Regions from separate parts of the Anas platyrhynchos genome. Here region 1 is linked to region 2. Evidence: chromatin contacts called from public Hi-C data. All regions are on one chromosome and are shown on one strand. Each heading gives the region's core, a stretch centred on a gene start, on an enhancer-like site or on the middle of the called end of the contact. The rest is flanking DNA. Distances are from core to core; before and after follow the strand shown. Region 1 overlaps HIVEP3 (HIVEP zinc finger 3). Region 2 holds the start of SERINC2 (serine incorporator 2).

What was found. Hi-C and Micro-C count contacts between places; a contact is called where the count stands out from the background.
Region 1: a Hi-C map of skeletal muscle shows a contact between it and region 2, with 2.5 times the contacts expected there. The contact joins the enhancer-like site here to the promoter of SERINC2 in region 2. A contact is called at or near these places in 2 of 8 Hi-C or Micro-C datasets (skeletal muscle and subcutaneous adipose tissue).

Annotation. Positions count from the first base shown.
Region 1 is chr24:6,125,757-6,130,844 of IASCAAS_PekinDuck_T2T, reverse strand. HIVEP3 (HIVEP zinc finger 3) reads right to left here. Exons shown (of 11, transcript XM_013095706.5): 10 at 76-1,136. Among named protein-coding and RNA genes, the nearest start is that of EDN2, 48 kb to the left of the region's middle. Within about 2 kb of position 2,709, at least 1 of the 8 cell types and tissues checked has an H3K27ac peak or open chromatin away from gene starts, as enhancers often do. A contact at or near this core is called in subcutaneous adipose tissue, where this site is marked.
Region 2 is chr24:5,757,385-5,762,735 of IASCAAS_PekinDuck_T2T, reverse strand. SERINC2 (serine incorporator 2) reads right to left here and starts at 2,363. Exons shown (of 10, transcript XM_038167412.2): 1 at 2,209-2,363. The coding sequence starts at 2,247.

The DNA.
Region 1 (5,088 bases), core at 1,460-3,959, 370 kb before region 2:
GCACTTCTGCATTGCAAGGTTCAGTAAAAAACATACCAGAGAATGTATTAGAGGGCAAGAGGGGCTTGAACTTACCAGCTTGGACTCATAGAGCTGTACATTTTTGCCAAAGAACCTGTGAGGTAGAGGCATCGAAGATAATATTCCATGCTGGGCTTGATATGAGCTTTGAACTTTGTCATCTGCTGCTAATTTGCTCGTACCAGGCAAGTCCTCTTTCCCAGGGGATGGATACCTAGGTGACTCTGAACAGCCTGGGGGCATGCTTTTCTTCAGCGATAAATATCTGACTGATGACATCTCTCTGCTCGGAGACGAGTGCCTCACAGGGGAAACATCCCCTTCTGGTGGAAGGTATGTTCTTGGGGACAACTCTCTTCTGGGGGAAAGATGCCTGCTGGGTGACAGCTCAAGTCTTGGTGACACACATCTCAGGGGAGATGCCTCCCTCCTGGGAGAGACGCGCTGGCAAGGAGACAACCCTCTCCCCGGAGACAGGCACCTTAGAGAAGACAGTTCTCCTGTTGGTGAGAACCGTTTCGGTGAAGTTTCATTTTTGGTTAACAGGTGCTTTCTGGCTAGCATTGGTCTGCTGCTGCCACCACCTCTGCCAGAGTCCTGGCTCGGAGACCACCTTTTTCTCGGGGAGGTGTCTTTTGAGGTTGACAGGTCCATAGCTAAGGACATCTGTGGCCTTGTGACAGACTCCCTTTCAGCAGAAGCCAATTGTTCAGTGGAAGTCAAAGCTGGTCTGTGGAGACTCAAGAAGCTGTGGCACACAGCAATGTCAGTGCTGTCTGCTGACCACTTGGTTTCCAGCCCAGAGGAGGAGGCCTGCTGGCCTTCACCTACTTTTTGGCTGCTGGAAACAGTTTCTTGGGCTAAGGACAATGCTGTTTCAGTGCCTTCCTCTTGAGAAGATGGAGAGCCACCTAAAGAGTGCATTGGTGGGCCAGTATGTTTGCCTTCTGGCAACTTTAAAGGTGGCTCATCTTGGCTCTCCTCTTCCTCCTCATCTTCATCATCTTCATTGTCATCATCATCGTCAGATTCCTCTAGGTCTGAAAACTGATGTTCCTCGATAGGCTCAGATCCCTCCCGCCCCTCAGAGTCCTGGAATAGGTCTTCACTGGTTCCTGCAGAGATGGGCAGACACAAAACAGAAAATATAAGACACAAACAGACACAGGCTGGTTTTGTGCTGAATCCGCTCAAAAGTTCTAATGGGACAAGAGCAGGCAGGACCCAGTTATTTCCTAGATCTAGTTATCTCATACTTCAGAGCCTGCAGCCTTGCCCTCTCTTCCAGTTCTGCTCCTGATGGTCCCAGCACCTCCACTGCTTTGAGCTCAGTGAATCTCACCACTGGGACCATCTCCTCTGCCCAAATTTTGGCTTCAGCCATTGCTCTGCCATAGGCCCCTGCTTCTGCTATACACCATCACACAGCCTGGCTACCTTTCTCCAGGAACAAAAAAAAAGTTCTGGCTAGATTAGGAGAACAGCAGCACTATCATCCTTTGATATTCTTTTTACAGCTATTTGTTGTAATGGTGCCCACAAAATGTCTACAGCTGCTAAAGCACAGGAAGGCTGCTGGGATGACAGCTCCCATCTTCCATGTGTTGGGCCTTGTCCTATCTAGATAACATGACAATTTTAGATAACAATTTAAAGATTAGCAAGACAGGTTTTCATTAAAAATGCAAACAACAGTGCTGAAAGAACCTCTGTGGTTTTTCCCAGTTGTGATGCAGACATGTCTATGGAAAGCCTCACATCGTGATGCTTTGATAATAAGAGTCTGTAAACAGAGTGGAGTATATAGAAAGCAAATTCCAAAGAATTTGAAACTTATCTGCCTGTATGTATAAAATACAGTATCTTTCTTCTACTCGAAGAACCAGCAGAAGCTTTCTGAGATGAGCACCAAGCTTGCAAGCAGATTGCTGCTGGCTCACCCTCTGCTCTGCGCAGAGAAAACCTGCATTTTCCCATGCCAGATGTGCAGTGGATACTAGAAAAAATGAAAACTCAGCCTGAAGAGGTCCATCGGGAACAGCCACTGGATGTCACTGTAGCTCAACAAAATTGTGCTGTCAGGAGGCTTTTCTCAAGTTCCCACTGCTCTGGAGGGGCTAAGAAAACACCAATTTCTCGAACTCTGCATGAGCTGAGCACCAAGGCGATGGGTGCCGTGCTGATGGGACACGCTTGCTCCCTGCTTTGCAAGGGGAGAGCCTAGCTGCTGCTTTGACACCTGCACGGAGCCAGGCAGCTAACTGCAGCACTGCTGGCTTCTCCTCCCCATCAGTTCATCCTAGGACGCTGCTCCTCCTCCAGTGGACACTGACACAGTTTTCCATGTAGGGCTGCCATCAGCAGGACGAGCCAGAAGGGAAACTCAGCAGAGTTAATGCAGAGGCTGGACCACACCTGCTTGCAGCAGGCAGGGTGGCTTTCAGAAGGCAACATGGCCACACAGGGAGAAGTCCCTGTGATCTGTGGATAAATGCCTAATTCAGTTTACTTTGAATAACGGGGCCTTACCTGTAAATGTTCACGAAGTATTTGGCAACCCTCTGACCCTAGTGGAACAAGGCATGTATTTAGCAGCTCTCCACCAAGAGGCTGGCTTGCATTGTGCAATGCTTGTATAATGATGGTGTTTGCTGGACCCAGGATCCAGCAGCGGGTTATTTGCAAACTCCCAAAGGAACTGACTTCAGAACAAATATTATTCCAAAAGACTCATTCTCCCGGCTCTGGGGTGAACTGTGCACATTTCTTGCCTGGAAAGGGAATGTATCTCACCAGCAGAGCTACGAGCTAGTCCCTGCCTCTGGCTTGGGGGGCTGATATCTGTGGGTGTAGGGATGGACAGACAGCTCCAGCCTCAGCCCCTGCTGCATTGTGTCAGGCCTGGAGAGCCTTCTCCTGTGTGGTCTCCTTTTTTTTGGCCCCAGTCACAGTACAGACAGGCGCTGGCCAGGACAGACAGCAAGGTCAGAAGGACAGAGTGAGGGAAACGTGAAGCCGGTTGCGCACTGGGACACTGTTTGCATTTCCCACAGAGGGAAAGGGCTTGGTGAGTCCCGAGACATCCCAAAGGGACTTTGCTTTGGCCTCCTAACATGCTGCATGTGGGCAGAGAGCTCAGGCCTGAACCAGCAGCCCTGGCTACTTGCAGCACAGGAGCATTTTGCTGAGCTGATGGGGAGAGGAAGGACATGGCAGGAGAAGACAGGGGTTGGTGGTGGGGGGAGGGACAGCGGAAAAACATGCCCCAGTAATGCCTTTGAGGGCTTCTGCACACCATCTCATTAAGTTTGTGTTATCCTTGTGGTATTCCACCAAAACTGGTACAGTCACACCAAGCAAAACCAGTGCAACAGTGAAGAATTATGCTCCAATCTCCTTTTATAGTAACACCCCTTTCTTTCCCCTGCCCCTTAAATAGAAATCAAAACCATCAAGTGAAATACAGCTTGAGTTTAAAATAATCCAGGGAGCTTTAGGAACTGCTGCTCCCTCCCTGCCTGCCCCCGAAGGAGAGTGCAGCAGTATTCCCGCACATGTAAATAGCCTCTTTTTTTTTTTTTTTCCTTGCTTTTTTAATTAAACTACTCATCGCTAGGCTCTGTTCTGAGCCTCTTCAGGAAGAAGAGAGACGATAGTATGTGTTTACACAGGGGAGGCTATTTCCAACCCACTACACTGAGAGCAGGGGATGCGCAACACAGCTGCGAACTCTGATTTCTCATGCACCATTTCTGCATTCTTTTCTCATCCATCTACATACCCCCAACTATTACAGTACCAAATACAATCTTCTGACCTTCCCGTTGGCTGTTTTATTTAGTATTTACTTGACATTTATGAGCAACAGGCCTCCTGACTCATGAGGCAGAATATATGAAATTTCAGCAGAAGTCCAGTGTTAGCTTTAACCAGGTGAAAAAGAAGATGGAAGAAGAGAAAGGAAATGCTCCTCTGACACTGTGCCTTCCCAATTTCACCTTTCTGCATTCCTTCCTGGCAGACTGTCCCCTTTACACAAACACAAATGGTCTTCATCAATGGGAGGAAATGGGGACTGTATATTTTTCGTAATTCTAAAATTACATGGGTTGCTTGCATAATGCAATACAGTCCAGACAGCGCAACACATTCCAGCAAGCTGCCGCACAGCCAACAGCAACACGGCGAGAGAAGTCCTCTCTGAAGGCTCGTGGGCTCCCATCCCTCTGCAGCCTCCGCAGGACCTTCCCTCGGTGGGCTTAGCAGGTGTCCAACAACCACATGCTCAGCCACAATTAGCGAGCAGTGATTTAACAGTGGCCAAACAGAAGTCCCCCAGCTGACAGTCCCAACATTTCTGCTGAGCACCCTCCCAGCCGACCCGCAGCCACACGGCTGACCGTGCCTGGGCTGTACCTTTAGTCCTCCCCTCTCAGCGAGGCCAAAGGCTGGGACCAGCTCATCCTCCTCACCTGCCAGCCCTCTGTTTTCACAAGCTCCTGTTGGCTCACAGCCTGGTCTGGCTTTCGCACCACTCCACGCACTGCTATTAACCATGTGTGAGCCTGGGACGCACGACTGAACGAAACGATGAATGCAAGCATTCCCCCCGACCTGCTAAGTGGGCCCTTGTGGTTCTGTCCTCAGAAGCCTGCAATTATGTGTAACGTAAATAGGGCTCCTGATCTGCAGCTTTTCAAAAGTGACACTCAATTAATTGATTCATTAGTTCTAATTGACTATAATGGACAGGTTCAAAATAATACTTGTTTTTTCAGAGTCACATAACCAACATTTCAGGAGCCACTTTCCTCTTTCCCTATCTACCTTTAACCTGCAGAAGCATCACCTGTAGGTGGTATAACAGCAGGGATTGATTTTTGGAGGCTGTGATCTAGTCAATTATTTAAGTCTGTTCCTGGACTGAAGGAGTCCTCCAGCAATCCCACATGGAGCAGCCTTTCTCTGCTGCTGCCATGCCAGCACTTCTCCCTTGGGGCAGCAACTGCAAAATCCCTGACCAGGTTCTTTCAGCCGTGCCCTCCTGTGGAATTGTCCCAGCCAAGT
Region 2 (5,351 bases), core at 1,114-3,613:
CAGCCCGAGCAGAAACTCGTCCCCAGCACCCACAGCTTTCTGTTTGAAAGAGAGATGAAGCAACAAGGGCTTGGTTAGAGTCAGACAAAAGGGAGAGAGGCACGGGCTGAGCATGGCCAGGAGATGTGGATACTTGTGGAACGCTCCTGCACGGCACCCCACGCTTGAGCATCTGCAAAACCCTGCAGGAGACACAAGCCCGGGCACCCCATGTTCCCTGGGATAGGTACATCACCGTGCTGCAGGTACAAGGTTTTGGGGAGCCCACGTCCCCCTGGAGCTTTCCATAATCATAGAACCATTGAACTTGGAAAAGACCTCTAAGATCATCAGGTCCAACCAGAGCTGGACTTTAGGGTAGGCTCTTAGAGGCCAAGCTCTGTGGCCTCATTTCAGTTTTTATGGCCTCCTGCAAGCACAGGGAGGCCCCACCCAGCATAACGGGGTAGGGCAGTAACCTGAGAGTCCCACGTCACCAGCAGGCCTTTTGTCACTGGGGACCTGCCTACAAACTGCCCTTCTCAAACACCTTAGCAAGGGAAGAGGCAGCTCTTGATTTCAGCTTTTTCCTTTGTTTCTCTTGAACAAGTGAGTGGAAAAAAGGCTAAAGAAGCCTTCTGTAGGAATACAGCACTGGGAGCGCCCCGTTGCACCTCCCCAGTGGGCTTTCAGGAATGCCCACGAGTACGAAGGTGGATCCAGCAGGACAGAAAAAGCAAACGAAGGGAAGTGACCCACAAACGTGGTGGACTGACGAGGAAGCGTCAGGTTTCAGCTGCCGCAGATTAAAGATTAATCCTGCCAGTTTTACTATCAACATCCTCACAAAATACAGCTCGCTGCCAGAACTGCAGCTGGGGGAGCAGTCGGTGCAGGACAGGCACCATTTACACAGCCCAAACCCAGCAGCAACCCAGCACCACCCCCTCCTGCAGGCTGCCCTCGCCCCCACACCCCCGAGGATGCAGAGACTGAGTCAACCAGAAGCAATGCCGAGCAGCCAGTCATCATCTAATGAGCTGGCAAATTAATCAGTACCAAAGGCAACGAGGTCAGCGCGGGCTGGGGAGGTGGGAACCCCTGGGCACCAGGTCCCAGCATCGCCCCACAGCCAGGCGAAATGCAGGGGCCTGACCCTACACAGAACCTACAAGTGAGTGACTCTATCATGGGCCAAAATGTTTTCTGGGGGGGAAACCATCCAGAATTGTGTCAACACCCTCCACAGCCCTGCCCTGGAGTAACTCCTGGCGTTTCCGATACTGCCAACGGGTCCAAGTGAAACCCTCAGAACTTTGAGGCTGAGTTGCGAAAGCAGCCCCGTTCCCGTCCCCGTTCCCAGCCAGGCGGGGAGGTTTCGGGGACCTGCCCCAGCCCATGCCCAGGAAGGCAGCGCTGGGTGCGTGTCATGGGGCACGGCACCGGCAGCACCCACCTGCGTCACCGGGCACGGCACCGGGCACGGCACCCGCACAGAGCCCCCCTCCCAGCCCCCCTCCCAGCCCCTCGTTCACAGCCAGGATGCTGGGATGGCACAGGGGGGTGTCAGCCCCTGCTTCCCACCCCCGGTGTATTGGGGCAGCGGGTGAGCCCCCCTCCTGGGATGCCCTGGGAGCCCAGGGTACCCCAAGCCCTCCCCAGAGCTGGGTGGAGGCAGGACCCCGCTTTCCCTCAGTGCTGTAGGAAGAGTGCCCCAGCTCCCCACAGCCCCCCCAGGAGCATGGGACACACCCCCGGGGGGTGCCCTGATGCTATGGGATCCCCCTGAGCACGACATTCATGAGCTCCACATCTCCCTTGGGTGAACCCCACGGGGCTCCCTTGGACACCCCTGGGTGCAGTGAGCCCCCCTGCCATGGGTGTCCCCTGACTCCCCCGGGTACAGAGGGGGGCACCCTCTGGGGGGGTCCCGCGCATTCCCCCGGGGGTCCCCTGCGCCCCCCCGGCTTCCCCGGGCCGCACCCCCCCCGCTTCCCCTCCCCCGTCCGGTGCCTCCTGCGCCCCCCCAGGCTACAGCGGGCCTGGCTCCCCCCTGTGCCCCCCCAGAACCGCACCGGGGCGATTCCCCCGGGTGCCCCCAGACCCACCCTGGGTGCGCCCAGAGCCCCCTCCGGTCCCGTCCCGGAGCCGAACCCGGCGCTGCTGCGGCTCGGAACCGGTTCGGCTCCGCTCCCCCCCGCGGTGCCCACCCGCTGCCCCGGCACTCACACAGCTCAGCAGGGAGCAGACCCCCAGGCAGGCCCCCATCGTGCGCCCCCGGCTCCCCGGGCCCGGCGCGGCACCTCCCCGGGGCGGGCCCGAGGCTGCGGGGCGGGGGCAGCGGCGGGGCGGGCCCGGGGGGAGAGGCAAGGGTACGGGGCAGGGAACGGGAGGGTCCCCCCGGCACGGCGAGGGGCGAGGAACCCGGGTCGGTAGGGTGGGGGGTGCTGGGGGGGAGATGGAGAGTAAGGGGTGGGGGAGATGGGGCTGCTGGAGGAGGTCCCGGCCCCGGGGGTGGGATGGGGATGGGGGTGTGGGGATGGGATGGGATGGGATGGGATGGGATGGGATGGGATGGGATGGGGTGGGGTGGGGTGGGAAGGGATGGGTGGGATGGGGTGGGGTGGGAAGGGATGGGTGGGGTGGGGTGAGGTGGGATGGGATGGGATGGGGTGGGATGGATGGGATGGGATGGGGTGGGATGGGATGGGATGGGGTGGGGTGGGGTGAGGTGGGATGGGGTGGGGTGGGATGGGATGGAGTGTGGTAGGGTAGAATAGAAATAGAAATGGAATGGAATAGAATAGAATAGAATAGAATAGAATAGAATAGAATAGAATAGAATAGAATAGAATAGAATAGAATAGAATAGAATAGAATAGAATAGAATAGAATAGAATAGAATAGAATAGAATAGAATAGAATAGAATAGAATTAGAATAGTTCTGGTTGGAAGGGATCTACAGTGGCCATCAAGTCCCACTGGCAGACTACTGCCGAAGCTGAAGCACAGCCCCCTCTCTAGGAGGCCTGTTCCCGTGTCTGACAGCCAGGGAAGTTTTCCCCAGCTGTGCTGGGTCTGGCTGGGATGCAGTCACCTTTCCCTGCAGCAGCCCCCCCAGCGCCGTGCTCTGCTGGAGCAGTGCTGGTGTCACAGCGGTGTTGTGCCAGCTGCTGAGCGGTGCTGGCACCGCAGCAGGACCCCCACCGACCCCCCAGAGGCAGCAGGCTGGGGGTGGGCAAGAAGGGAGGAAGGAAAATCAGCAGGACAGCTGCCCTAAACCCACCAAAGGGATGTTCCATACCATGTGGGGTCACACTCAGCAATAAGAGGTGGAAAAGGAAGCAGAGGGGAGAGGAGGGCTCTTGTGCAAACATCTGTCCTCCCAAACAACAGCTACGTGCCTTGGGGCCCTGCTTCGAGGATGTGGTCGAGCATCAGTCGTTGGTGGGAAACAGAGAAATTTCTTTCCTCTGTGTTTCCACATGGCCTTTGTTTTTCTTTCTTCTTTTCCCCTTTTTCCATTTTCCTTTTCCATTTCGTTAAATTATTTAACTAATAATATTTTTCCCTTGATAATTATTTTTACTTTAATTAAATTGTCCTTATCTCAACCCGTGAGTTGTTTCTTTCCTTTTCTTCTTCCCCTCCTCTCCTGAGGAGGGGTGGTGAGAGCAGTCGTGGTGGCGTTCAGCTGCCTACCACAATAAAACCACCACACTGCCGCCTGGTCCGAGCATCCCCCGGGGAAGGTGAGCGCCTCCCCTCGCTGCTTCCCCTCTGTAGGGAGCAGTGAGGGCACCCCTCAACCTCCAGTTCTCCAAACCAGACCTACCCAGTGTCCTCAGCCTCTCCTCGCAGGTCATCCCCTCCAGCCCTCCAACCAGCTTTGTTGCCCTCCTCTGAACACGGTCAGGTAACTTAAAATCCTTTTTAAATCATGGTGCTCACCCCAGGGCCCAGGGTAATGCAGCTCAGGTCCTCAGACACAGCTCTGAACCAGGAGCTTTTCCTCCGCGCATACCCTAACCAGGAGGTATTTTGAGTTTATTTGCTGTGAACTGGGGCACACTGGAAGCTCCAAGTCAGGTCCCACCCACGTCTTGTCTCTGGAGCAGCTGGTGCTGCCGGGGAGTGCCTGGGGTTTCGTGGTGTTTGGCTTCAGGAGGGAAATTAATGACACCCCGTGATTTTTAACTGTGGGGTGTCTCCTGTGCAGTGAGATGTCCCCTCCCCATCTCCCTCCTCTCCCCCTGCCTCCCAGCTTCAGTGGGGCAGAAACAGCGCCCAGGTGCGGGGAGCTGGGAAACGTGGACGTGCCAACAGGGCTGGGGGGTGAAATTCAATTTTCAAGATGAAATTCATCGTAAAAAGGGCTGTGACCTGAGCAGGAGCTTCTCAAAGGGCTGGGGGTGAGGTGTGAGGGGCTTGGCAGAGCCGGGACACCAGGAGCAGCAGCCGGGGCGATGCCGATGCCCTTTGGGAGCTGCTCCTGGCATCCGGAATTCAGGGGCTGGGACCAAGCTGGCTGCACCAGCCCACTTCCAGGCCCCAAATTGAGGCAGTGCAGGAGGCAGGATCCTCCCTGCAGCAGGATCAGGGCCAGGCACCCGCCGTGCCCTCGGTGTCCTTGAGGAAGAGGAGGGCGCCGGGAGCCTGCGGGCAGCGCTGCGGGGCTCGGGCTCGGCCTCTGCGCGCAGCCGGAGCTTGCCCGAGCCCCTCGGGGTCCCCAGGAGCTGCCAGCGGGATGCCGGCGTGCAGCAGAAATCCCACCCGTGCCCTGTCCCTGTCCCCACTGTCCCCAGTGTCCCCAGTGTCCCCTCCGTCCCCTCGGCCGGTGCCACCAGGTGGCAGTGCCGGGATGAGCTGGGTGCGCTCAGCTCCCGGCCCCGCCGTCCCCGAGGGGATGTCCCCAATGTCCCCAACGTCCCCAATGTCCCCATGTCCCTGCCACCACCCCCAGCACCAGGAGGTCCCAGCCCCCGGCTGCGTGGAGAGGCAGCGCTCTCCACGCGTGTCACAGCACCGAGGGGGCTCCCCATGGCACCGCCACCAGCCCGGTGCCACCTGCCTCTTGCTGTCCCCATCCCCAAAGGGCCCCCTTGCTTCTTGTCCCACGGGACAGGGATGCTTGGGGTGCTGCCAGCCCCCCTGTGCCAGAACCCCCCAGACCACCCCCGGTGCTCAGCAGGGCTGGGAGCAGCCTGGCCCCGAACAAATTCCCCTCCTTCCCCCCCAGCACCCGAGGCACCAGGCTCAGGGGGGGATTTTTCCACCTGCATGGGGGGATTTAGGGGCTGGGGGTGGCACCAGAGCAGCCGCGGAGGGACCGGGCTCTGCTCCAGGGATATCCTCCGGGGGGGGGGACTCG